Linked DNA regions of Zea mays: region 2 is linked to region 1. Evidence: chromatin contacts called from public Hi-C data. All regions are on one chromosome and are shown on one strand. The core of a region is the stretch at or near the end of the contact, and the rest is flanking DNA. Distances in the headings are between cores, read along the strand shown.

Region 1 (5,936 bases), core at 437-2,936:
CATCTGCAAACTGGTAATTTCATACTTCAGATAGTTTAAATAGAAAATATGTATTAACCATTGCTAGATTTATCATGAATCATGAATGAAAAATGACTATGAATGAAGGTAAATGGCCAATGTGCAAAACGACATTTAGATATGTCAAGTAGATGTGACAAGACGTGTGTAATAGAAATAGTGGATACACACAGCATAAAAACTGACCAGTAATCCAGTACCAGTATAGCATCAATAAATTGCAAAGTAGCAATTCAACGTCATATATTTTTTATTGGAAATATATCGCTTAAAAATAAATCACATTAAACTAAACTTAGGAGCACCTAGCAATTATTAATGGAAAGGCCAAAGACAAACAACAAATAGGTAGGAAATGAAAATTTAGAACCCAATCAAAAGAAAAGTTTTCCCTTGGTTTGGATTCATCTACCATGCCACAGAAGCTGAATCAACACTATAGTACCTTGTCAAAGCTACCTTAGGGCTACAACCTTGTACAGGCTGGAATTCATGCACACAAAAGCTGGAATCAACCAAATGTAGCTGAACCATGTGTTGCCTACTCAAATCGCCCAGAAACATTGAGCTCATGGATCAACTGTTGACATGCTAGGTGATAGACAATAAACTCAGACACTACATTGACACTATATCCAGTAATCAACATCATCTCCATAACACCACATGCCTGATAGAGCATCGCAGTTTGCAAAGCAGAAACTACTAATAGCTCCAACATTATCATTATGCTCAAAGATCAGAATCCTAATTAACTAGTACTGCATCGGTTTCCAAATTATAGACCATTTTGGTTTTGCCCTAAGTCAAACTTCTCCAACTTTGGCCAAGTTTATAGAAATATACATTGGCATCTATACTGTAATACCAAATAAGTTTACTCTCAACACATTGCATGGTGAATTCAATAAAACTAATTTGTTGTAGATATTAGTACATTTTTCTATAGACTTGGTCAAAATTTAGAGAAGTTTGATTTTGGCTGCGCAAGTGACTTATAATTTGGAACATAGCATATACAAGCATTTCAAATTTTCAACAAACAAACTTCACCACTACAACTACCAAACCACCAATGTCCCAAATTAAAATTATTCCAGTGACAAGCAACTGCATTGCCGGTAAACCCAGAATGCAAGGTCGACATAAACTAACCCAGCCCATACACCGTAGTCTACAGAACATGGATAATACCTGCATGTCGGTCATGTCCATGACACGCCAGCGCATCTCTGGCCTCGCGCGTGCGTGACGGCGGAGCATGTCGGCGACGACGACGCGGGAGAAATCAACATTGGTGACGCGGCAGAACCCCGCGTCGTAGAGCTTCTCCGACAGCACCGAACTCCCGCACGCTGGCACCAGGATCTCCTGGGCCGCCCCCGCTGCGGCGCCGCGGTCCCCGAGGAGGTCGAGGAGCGGGGCCCGGAGGTTAGGCCACTCCGCATACCACTCGAAACTGTCCCCCGTGCCGCGGAGCGCGAAGAACTTGTCCCAGTTCTCCCGCGATGTGAAGTCGACGAGGGTGCCTAGGATCGCCGTAGGCGGCGTCGTGGTCGCCATGCGTGGAAACCCTAGCTATGCAGCTTAGGTAGGGGTTTAAGAATGCGCCGGAGGTAAACTATGATTAACCCATTGGGTGTCAGTCACGAGGGTAACTGAAGCGAGGACAAACCGACACGACAAGGGTTAGGGTCCTTTACTTCAGTCATAAGATTAAGGGCTCGTTTGGCAAAGCTCCAGCTCCTGCTTCTTTAGTTCCGGATCCTGATCCTCGTGAGGAGCTGATCCTCCTGATTCTCCTAGAAAATCAGAATTATTTTTAAACCGTTTGGCAAGTAAACTGATTCTTGTCTTCTGAGAGTTGGTGGTCTGTGGCGATTGTCTGTTTTACCCTTTGCAGTTCAACTCTGTTACAAACCAATAAGTAGGATGCATATACGGAAAAATATGAAACAATAACATATAAAATATTCCCATCATAGTAGTGCATAAAATGGTCTCAAATGTTTAATCCATAAATTGGCTCGTTATGTTTTTGTCCAATGGCAATTGCGGGTAATTTCGATCAAACTTTAAGGGGAGGTCTATATTTGGTTGGTTGAGGAGCTGTTTTAAGGGAGGGTGGAGCAGGTTTTTTTAGATCCCACCTTTTTTCACAAAAACGACTCTTGATCTTTCGGCTCCACACGAGAATCAGTTTTTAAAAATACTCGTTTGGCACGGCTCCTCTAGATCCTCGCTTAGAATCAGGAGCTGGAGCTGTGCCAAACGGGCCCTAACTAGATATGTGCTCGTGCGTTGCCACAAGAGTTAAAATTTCTAAGACATTAATGACCGCACGCAGATAGTTAAATTTCTAACTTGTCTTATGTTGCACAAGCTGAAGCACATATTCATGCACAAATCATATATTGTTTTATCACCAGTTGTACCTTCAGCCTTCGGCTCCATCTAGTTGAATAAATTTGGTCGTGGTTGTGGTCGTGTTCTACGACCGCGCCGGGGTGGGGAACGCGCACAGGGGCGGACCTACGTTGATGCGAGTGGGGGCACAGGCCCCCGCTCATTTCTCTGTTGTAAGTAGTAGTGTCTAGATTTTTACTATGAGGTCCCCTGGTCAGACTAACTTAGAGGCTCTTTTAGTATTTTAGCGCTCATCTTTGCAAGTATACCCTCAGTCCCATTATTTCCTGGGTCCGCCCCTGAACGCGCAGAGGAGCAGCAGCAGCGCGCTCATCCTCAGTGCATGCACAGGTGGCCGCCACATCGTGTCTTTCACTGTGGATAGGCAACGGAGAAGGCGGCGGCAACGGACACGTACGTGTCCACGGGCTGCATGACATAGGTGACGAGCGTCGTGGCGTTGTCGGCGGTGGCCGGGCACTGGCAGAAGACGGGGAACGTGACCATGGTGCCAACGTCGAGGTCGGTGGGCACCAGCGTGGGGTTCACGCGCTCCATGGCCTGGTAGTGCGTGAGGTTCTGCAGCTTGGTGGTGGAGACGATCCAATAGGTGTCCCCTAGGCCGATCTGGTACCGCATCGGTGCATACGAGCTAGGGGACCGGGAGGGGCAGCCGCACTGGAGCGGCACGAGCAGCGGCTACCCGTTGGCCGGCGCGGCCGTCGTGGAGAGGTTGTTGGTGTGCGCGACCATGAAGCGACTGACGGCGAAGAGGTCGTCGATGGCCGCGAGATCGAGCGGCACACCCGCGAAGCCGGCGCGGTAGAGTGCGTACGCCTGGCATGGGTACGTGCGGTTGGCGGTGCAGTTGAACCCCTCGACGGATGCTGGCGCGGCCATGGCCATGGTCGTGTTCTGCGACCGCGCCGAGGCGGGGAACGCGCACAGGCAGAGGAGCAGCAGCGCGTTCAGCCTCAGTGCATGCAACAAGACAACGACAATCGCAGAGCCTCAGAGGAAACACGATGGGTGGCGCCTCGCTAGGTTCCTCCCGTCCAGCCCCGTCAGTGCTTGCATAGTGTTCCTTAGTGCATAGTGGTTGATGACCTAAATTAAAAAGTATATGTGGCTAATTGTTTTTGTGCGAGTACATATTAGATTTTGTTGGATTTGTGGTTTTTGTCTAGCTAATTTTATTCTCGAACTGGAAATTGTAGATTTACGATGCTACCAGCGGCTGCGCCCAGCGGGTAAGAGTAAGATTGCGAACCGGGTCTCGAGTTCATAGGGCTAGCCGGCTAGCCCTGCCCGGGTAGGGGAATCTATCGAGTCGACAACAACTGAGCAGCACTGCAGGCTTGCAGCAGAGGGACAGGCGGACAGCAGCCAGCCACCAGGCCAGCCCCCTCAATTTCCACGACGCTTCATGAGTGGAGGGAGACACGATGCTTGCATGCAGCAGCCATGCAGCGACTTGTGCGGTGGCTCTGCATGCTTGCATGCAGAGCTTGTGCGGCTTGCATGCAGCGGGAGGTTGGTGATGCGACGCGCGATAAGGGGAGGTGGGGGCGGTCTACATTAGCTTCTTAATAGTTAGTAGAGACTAGGTGTGTGCTCGTGCGTTGTAACGGGAGTACGCTGGTTGTCATCTATTTTTTTGCATACAACGCACCAAATCCCTTGCAATCTTGCTAAAGTTTTTCCAGCCCTATAACAAAGAACAGAAAAGGAAAATGTCATGTTAGATATATGAGTTTTTTCAAACTACATCTTGCTTACAGAAAACAAATGAAGCAACAAAGATAAAATGCAATTATGCTTGCATCAATAGTTTAGATGATCTTAACCTCCAGAATTCCATAGATGGTTCTTTTTTGGATCGATGGATTTACATCCAAGCATTTGGAAAGTAAATAAAATACCAGAACTAAATCCACTGCATAGGCTTTTCTAAAAGAGTAGGTGTGATTTAGATATCTAGTTGAAGTGGGATACAGGGATTGGAAAACAAGAGTTGGTCCTTTTTCTCTCCAAGGGTCAATTTTACCACAAACACTAAAACATCCTAAGCAATCAAATTACTGAGATGGTTTAAACAGTATCTGTATTTTAGAGACTTCTGATAATTGCAAATTTAACCAAAGTTTGCTTGTTTATCATGGCAAACTATCTTGTACGAACTAAAATTGATAGCAAAAGTAATGTTGTAACCCCATATCTGAACTATAAGATACACCTGACATGCACAATAACGATGTTAAAAAGAAGACTCTTGCAAATGAATTTATAGGGATAATATTGCAAAGGAAAGCAGTGAATACTCTTCTCTTTAATTTTATTGTGTGTATCTCTTTCAAGAATCAAGATAAGTAATGTTAACAAAACAATGACCTTGTGTCTGTACCGAACTCCTTTCTCCACTGCAGCATGTCCGCCCACATCTGTGCTGCTTTTTCAAAATCGAACTTCCTCGCTTTTAAAAATCTACAGCACAGAACTGAAAATCAACAACTGACATTATATAGCTGAAAATAACAATATGAGCATATTTCCTTAGGTGTCAGATCTCAATCTAAGCATCGTGTGGTAATTATCATGCTTGACTAATAGCAAGCCCCTAGCAAACAAAACCTACTGAAACGAGTTCGTTGCCTGCTCTTCTTCAGCATCCCTGACATCTTCTATAGCTATCCTTGGCACTTTGTAGTCCACTTTTCTCTTCCCCCTCTTCTTCAGGGAGTGTGTGAGTCTTGCCGATGCATGCAAGGCTTTATTCTTCAGTGACCGCATCCTGGTGTGCCTCGGCTCGTCCTCCGAGATCTTGGCATATGCCCTATTCCTCCTCTCATCGTTACTAACAGATATCAGGATGCTATCCACATTACTCTCTGCAACAGAGCATTGCCGACGCCAGAACGTTAGCTGCATTGCATGACCGACTCGTTAAAACTGAAGCAACGACAACGAGCACCTGGCTATACCTGACATTCTGTACAAAACCAGCTCCGATGATCAAGCGTTCCCTCTTTGTATTACACTGCCCGATCATTGATTCGGTGCACAAGGCAGCCCCAACACTGCCATTCAACGGATCATAAATACATGTCAGAATTCACAGAGTTTGTGTTCGCATCAAATTCGGAGTGTATTACATTCCAGAGCGGTGGGCGGATAAAACGAGGGCTATAAGAGGCTTAGTTGAACACCCAGATAAAATCGAAAAGTTGGACCAAATCACCTACATCAGTACGAACTCCACCACGCAGCAAACAAGCTGCCAACTGGATGGATTGGAGGGAAATAGGGCATATTCGACTTTCAGAGCTCACAACCGACAAAAGGGGGAGAGATTCTTGGAGAAAACGAGCAATCTGATTTGATCGGATCGTCACTCCATCTCCACGTCGGTGGCGTCTCAGGGGACGAGGGCACGCGGACGCCGATGGGACGAGGGATAGAGGGGCAGGGCAGTCCAAAAGGGGGTACCTAGATCTGGATCGCTGCGGCTC
Region 2 (6,952 bases), core at 1,377-3,876, 320 kb after region 1:
CCTGAAGTATTGATAGTCAGTATTTTCAGTAGTGCAAACTGTAGAAGAGATATCCACAACAAAACTTGACTAACCAACAGTGAAACCAAAGGGAAATCTCTTAGTACTCAACAGAAAAGCACTAGCAAACTGCAATATCAAATCAAACTAAATTACAGCTGTAGCAAAAATACAACGAAAATCAGCAAGCAATTCATGTATCAATTAAGTTCATGAGAATTAAATTAGCATGTTGCTTTATGGCCAACTCTCCAGAAGTCCAAATACAGAAATTCACACCAAATATTTTACTTTTATAATGAAATATGGGGAAGGTTAGGCAGATTTTAGAAACACGATGCAGGACTAGATCAAATAAAAATTTAGAATCATCATGAAGTTGGTTCACATTGCAAGAGGTGTTCGATTCCATAGTAATGCTTGTTATTTCATAGACCTAAGACTCTAAGAGCCTGCAAAAAAATATGTGTACATAACCTACTTCTTAGCATAGAAAATATGGTACATATGAGCACATGAGAAAACAGCAAGCAATTATTAATTTTAGGTAAATTTACCTGGAAGTATTGGTTCCAAACACTAGTTTTCCCAAGGCTTAGAGGATGCTCATCACGAACGATTTCCGCCCTTGGTAGCACACCGGTGCCTTCAGCATTATGTTCCTCTCTTTCAGAAGCTGTCATTTCCTCCATTCTTCGAGTAACTTCTGACTGACCAGAGCATAAATGTATTACTACAGAGTTGGATAAAGGAACAAAAGGCTTCCTCAAAATAAACAAATTAATGAATCTGCAATAATGAACAAGAATGTTCATAATTAGTTGCTTTGTCCACAAGTGTAACAGTTTACTTCCCATGAAATAAAAGCTTCATGTATTCCTGATGAATGAGGCTCCATATATTCTTAGAAAAATTATATGTGCATGCATCTGAAACACAAAATAATTCTTGTAACACTACATGCATCAAGCACTTACAGGATTAACCAGAAGTTCATCTTTGAAATCACAGTATTGGGACCTCTTTTTCTCCAGTTCATACGGCCATAGAGCACGATCAGTTGGCACATATCCCAAGAGAAGCTGCTAACTATCAAAAAAGTCAAATAAATTTGTAGTGTACAGAACATGGAGAAAATTTGTAGACCATAACTACCCACCATCCTACAAGACCAGGCAAATGTCCATCCAGTTTACCTAAACACTAGCAGTTTGTTCTGAGATTTTGTTTTACTGAATCACAAACAGAAGTTATCCATCAAAAATCAAAGTCATTACATCACAGTTCCAAAAGAAGTCATGCAATGAAATACGATTCAACACAAGTAATAAAAAAGACATGACAAACTGACAAAAGTCCAAGCACAGAAAACAAAATTCTCATAATCGCTGAGGTGCTAAAATATGTGGCTGCAGTTTCTGCAGAATCAGTAGACCTCAATATCATGATGTAGTACTGCCATTATGCCTCTGCTCTTCTTATTATTAAGCTTAAAATATACACTGAACTAAAAACAAATGGAATTATGATCAACCCAGCTAACAGAGTGCTTGAATAATATCAAACCAAGTGCTGAGCAGTTCTTCAGCAACGGGCAAACAAGAAAAAAAGCAAATAGGATAGAATTTATGTGAAAATAAAAACATCAGAAGCACACACAAAATAAACCTTGAAAAACACAAAGTGTTCTAAATCAGAAGAAACTTGCACACTGAGGTGTGATTTATCTCATCCATTTGACCTGAGAGATTTTGATATTTGGGACCCAATTCACAGGCCTTTCAAGATTTGACACCCCTATCATAATGACATGTGAGGACACTGTGACTGTGAGTCAACATAGACTACTGATTGAAAGCATGCAAAAACCTTACTTCGTCAACATAGACCACTTATACAGTTATACCTATAACTTCATGAATGGTTGAAACTAGTACAGGGGTCATCAACATAGGCAATGCCATTTCTCTAGCTAGGGAGTGATAGAGAAGCACTCGGTCAGGGTATAAATGCAGTTACGCAGTGAATTGAGAAGATCATGGGGTGATCCTCGGACCTTCCAGACGATGGGCCGAATACCAGCGGCGTCGGGCACGCCCTGGCATGCGAGCCTCCGGAGCTCTGCCAGATCCACCACCTTCCTATCCAGCTGCAGCGCCGCAATATGCAAGAATACAAACAACCCAATTGAGCTTAAACTGCTGCCCAACTTAACACCCAGTAAAAACTCCATCTCCACCCCCGAGAGCAGCAGTACTCACCGCGACTTTGAACTCAGCGACGAGGTGGGCGCACGACGGGGCGCCCGCGCCCTTGCCTTCGTCGTCTGAAACATCGGCGTCGCGTGGGGCGTTGGGAGGAGGGATGGGAGTCGGATCCCGCCGTGGCTGGGGAGGGGGCAGAGGAGATGGTGGCGGCTGAGGGGGGGACGGTGCCGTGGGGGGAAGGGAGCTGTGGCGTGGAGACGGCGGAGGCGCAGACCAGATCGGGCTGTTCAGCCAATCTGGGACGGATTTGCGTCTGGGAGTGTCGCCGTCGTCCATGTCACCGGCGGCGGCACCGCTGGCTGGCGGGGTTTTAGGAGCGGGACTCCGGAGATGGGGCAGCGGCGGTTGGTCTCTGTCTCGGGTGGGGTGGACCTGGACCGGCCCGGTGCCAAGCGGCTGTCGGTTCCCCTCCTTTTTGTCTGAGCAAGATTAGGCAGAAAGAAATACAACACGATGACATATTAATCGACTAATTTCGCATATATTTTAATACCCACTTCAATCTAAATTATAGATTATAGTACCTCCATTCACAAATTTATGACATTGTTGATTTTTTTCGAAAATTATAACCACTTGTCTTATTTAAAATATTTATTTAAAAATATAAAATTTTAAGTCAAGCATTGACTATATTAAGTGATGAAATAAATCACAACAAAATAAACAATAACTCATTATTTTTTGAATAAGACGAGCGGTTAAAGTTTTTTAAAAGTCAACGGTCTCATATATTTATAAACGAAGGGAGTACGTTATTTAAACATTTTTAAATGTGTGTTTGTTATATTTAATAAAAATAATATATAAAGAAGAGTCAAATGTATTACAATTGTCTGTCTTATGTAAGTGGAGTTTGTTCATGCATCACCTCTCCTTTCAATACTTTTCTCTCTGCTTTCTATGGTACATTTAAATGGTAGAAATAGTTAAAATTATATATAATAGGGATTTCAACTATAATTGTTGCCTTCAAACACATTTATACCTGCTTAGCCAACAGAATACACATATTTTATGTGTTATACTTTATACTCAAACATAATATAAATAATTTTAGAAAAAACATGGAAAAGAATAAAATGGACCATGTTAGACCTAAGCCCGATGTATCACACCTAAAGCACAAACACATCACAGGCCAAGTGGACAATGGGTCGTGTCTTATTATCCCTTCGACAGATGATTGATGGCATAGATTTAAAACCCCTGAGTCCCCCGATCGGGATCCGAGGACGCAAAGGCAACGACCAAAGGGGGTACGTCTTACCCTAATCTCAATCGTACTCGTGCAATCCGACCGCCACGGCCGCAACCCAGAATGACAACCCCACGATCTAATTTCCATCGTCCGATCATGGACAGACGCTCACCCTCGCATCCCAACTCCGACGAGAGTAGGCAGCCTCGCCACCGAACCTCGCGTTGGCGACCTCGCCGGTAACGTTCGAATTGATGCCACGAAGCGTGAAAACTCAATCAATGACTGCTACGCGATGCCTAGAGGATGGTGAATTGGGTGGAGGATCATATTGGGGTTTCGTGGCTATGGAGAGGTTGGTTCGCGATGATTGAAGGATTCACGGCGGTGGAGAGCTCTGATGAGGAATTCCTCAGCCTCCCGGCTTTCGATCCCGAGCGCCAAGACCCACACAACCACTGTACGATACGGTGATTTCCCCACAAAGTTCTCCGGCACCCGGTGTCAGCGTGGACGGCGGACGGCAATAGCGGCCTCCCTGGTTCACATCGCAGGAGGTATGGCCGCGAGCTCCCCAGATCCCACTCGAGGTGATATTGGCAGAGGATATGGCTTGTTGGGTTTTGATAGTCGAGGCGAATTGGTGTCGAATCTCATATAGACTCGGTGGGGAACTCCCGAGCCGAGAGAAAGGAGCGGAGGACGCGCTATTCTGTTTTGAGTGCGCCGAGAGTTGGGGGATAGATATGACAGGGTGGCCCCACAAGTCGGTGTAAGCGGAGTGCGCAAGTTGGCTGGCGCCCCGGCTCCAGCTGTCGGTGCAACCCAACACACCCTGGGCCACGCACGTGAAAGGGGAAGACCGGGCTGTGGGCGGGAAATTGGGCCAAGAACGAGTTTTCTCTTTTTCTTTAATTTCTTCGTTTTCTTTTCCCTTTTCTATTTTCTTTTCTTCTTCGTTTTGAATTTCAACTTGAATTTCAAACATTGTGGAGGATTTCTTATTCAAGTTAGGTAGAAATTAAACATACTAACGTGGGAAGAATTTATTTATTTATTTTAGGTAGTATTTTCTCTTTCCCTTTCTAGGTCATTTTTAAATTTTCTAAATTGAATTTTAGATTAAATCTTTATTTGGGACATCAACATAATTCTATTAACATTACTAGTATTAAATGCACTTCAGATATACGTGATGTGTTTATGACCCATACCCGCATGGGTATGGATATGAGGGTAAATTCATACCCACTAGTGTGAGTCTCTTTTTTTGTCATGGGTATGCGTATGTGATCGTAATACTGAAAGGGAAATAGGCTTATACCTTTTACTAATTGATTTTAGTGGTTGAATTGCCCAACACAAATAATTGGACTAACTAGTTTGCTCCAGATTATGAGTTCTACAGGTGCCAAAGGTTCACAACAAACCAATAAAAAGACCAAGAAAAGGTTCAAATAAAAGGAGCAAAAGACAACCAAAGTGTGCCCTGGTCTGGCGCACCGGACTGTCCGGTGTGCCACCGGACAGTGTTCGGTGCACCACCGGACAGTGTTTCGGTGCACCACCGGACAGTGTCCGGTGCACCAGGGAACCCGACTCCAAACTTGCCACCTTCGGGAATTCTGGGAGCCGCTCCGCTATAATTCACCGGACTGTCTGGTGTAGCACCGGACTGTCCGGTGCGCCAGCGGAGTAACGGCTACACAGCGCCAACGATCGTCTGCAAGAACAATAAATGCGCTACAGTGCGCGCCTGCACGCGCAGAAGTCAGGACAGGCGCCAGAAGGCGCACCAGACAGTGAACAGTGACTGTCCGGTGACCCTGATGTCAGAAGATCCAACGGTCAGAATCCAACGGCCGGATGTCAGAAGGCGCACCAGACAGTGAACAGTGACTGTCCGGTGCGCCATACGACAACAGCCTCCACCAACGGCTCTTTTGGTGGTTGGGGCTATAAATACCCCCAACCACCCACCATTCATGACATCTAAGTTTTTCAGCCTTCAAACACCTTACAAGAGCTATAGCATTCAATACAAGACACAATCAAAGAGATCAAATCCTCTCCCAAGTCCAAAGATCATTCCAATCAAATAGTGACTAGTGAGAGAGAGAGACTTGTGTTTATTTGAGCTCTTGCACTTGGATTGCTTTTCTTCTTCATTCTTTCTTGATTCCAACTCAATTGTAACCAAGGTAAGAGACACCAATTATGTGGTGGTCCTTGTGGGGACTCAGTGTCCCGTTTGATTGAGAAGAGAAGCTCACTCGGTCTAAGTGACCGTTTGAGAGAGTGAAAGGGTTGAAAGAGACCCGGTCTTTGTGACCACCTCAACGGGGAGTAGGTTTGCAAGAACCGAACCTCGGTAAAACAAATCACCGTGTCATCCGCCGTTTTTGCTTGTGATTTGTTTTTGCCCTCTCTTTCGGACTCGACTTTAATTCTAACGCTAACCCCGGCTTGTAGTTGTGCTTTAAGTTTATAAATTTCAGATTTGCCTATTCACCCCCCCTCTAGGCGACTTTCAATTGGTATCAGAGCTCTGTACTTCATTAGAGCCTAACCGCTCGAAGTGATGTCGGGAGATCACGCCAAGAAGGAGATGGTAACCGGCGAGAAACCCGCCACAAGCCACGGGAAGGCTCCATCGGGAGAGTCCGGCAACAAGGTGAAGGGGTCCCCTTCACACACCAAGTCGCATCGGAGTGGCGAAAAGAAAAAGAAAATGAAGAAGGTGGTCTACTATGAGACCGACTCTTCATCACTTTCTACATCCGGCTCCGACGCACCATCCGTCACTTCTAAGCGTCATGAGCGCAAGAAGTTTAGTAAGATCCCCTACGCTATCCTCGCATTCCTAAACATACTCCTCTACTCTCCATTCCATTAGGCAAACCACCCGTTTTTGAGGGTGAAGATTATTCTATGTGGAGTGCTAGAATGAAAGGTCATCTAACCTCACTCCACAAAAGTATATGGGATGTTCTTGAGTATGGAGCGCAGGTACCACAAGTGGGGGATAAAGACTATGACTCGGATGATGCCGACCAAATCTGGCACTTTAACTCCCAAGCAACAACCATACTCCTCGCCTCTTTAAGTCGAGAGGAGTATAACAAAGTGCATGGGTTAGAGTCCGTCAAGGAGATTTGGGACGTGCTCAAAACCGCGCACGAAGGAGATGAGGTGACAAGAATCACCAAGAGGGAAACGATCGAGGGGGAGCTCGGTCGGTTCATGCTCAACCAAGGAGAAGATCCGTAAGCCATGTACAACCGACTAAAAACCTTGGTGAACCAAGTGCGCAACCTCGGGAGCACCAAATGGGATGACCATGAAATGGTCAAGGTTATTCTTAGATCACTTGTTTTTCTTAACCCTACTCAAGTACAATTAATTCGTGGTGATCCAAGATACAAACTAATGTCTCCCGAGGAAGTGATAGGAAAGTTTGTGAGCTTTGAACTAATGATCAAAG

What was found. A called contact is a pair of places that touch in the nucleus more often than the background predicts.
Region 2: a Hi-C map of ear shows a contact between it and region 1, with 2.7 times the contacts expected there. The contact joins the promoter of LOC100272273 here to the promoter of LOC100192930 in region 1. A contact is called at or near these places in 2 of 25 Hi-C or Micro-C datasets (ear and tassel).

Annotation. Positions count from the first base shown.
Region 1 is chr10:109,222,087-109,228,022 of Zm-B73-REFERENCE-NAM-5.0, forward strand. LOC100192930 reads right to left here and starts at 1,687. Exons shown (of 16, transcript XM_008664907.2): 1 at 1,216-1,687; 2 at 1-10. The coding sequence starts at 1,584.
Region 2 is chr10:109,543,955-109,550,906 of Zm-B73-REFERENCE-NAM-5.0, forward strand. It overlaps LOC100272273, which reads right to left and starts at 2,627. Exons shown (of 9, transcript NM_001146761.1): 1 at 2,262-2,627; 2 at 2,057-2,149; 3 at 978-1,082; 4 at 558-710; 5 at 1. The coding sequence starts at 2,543.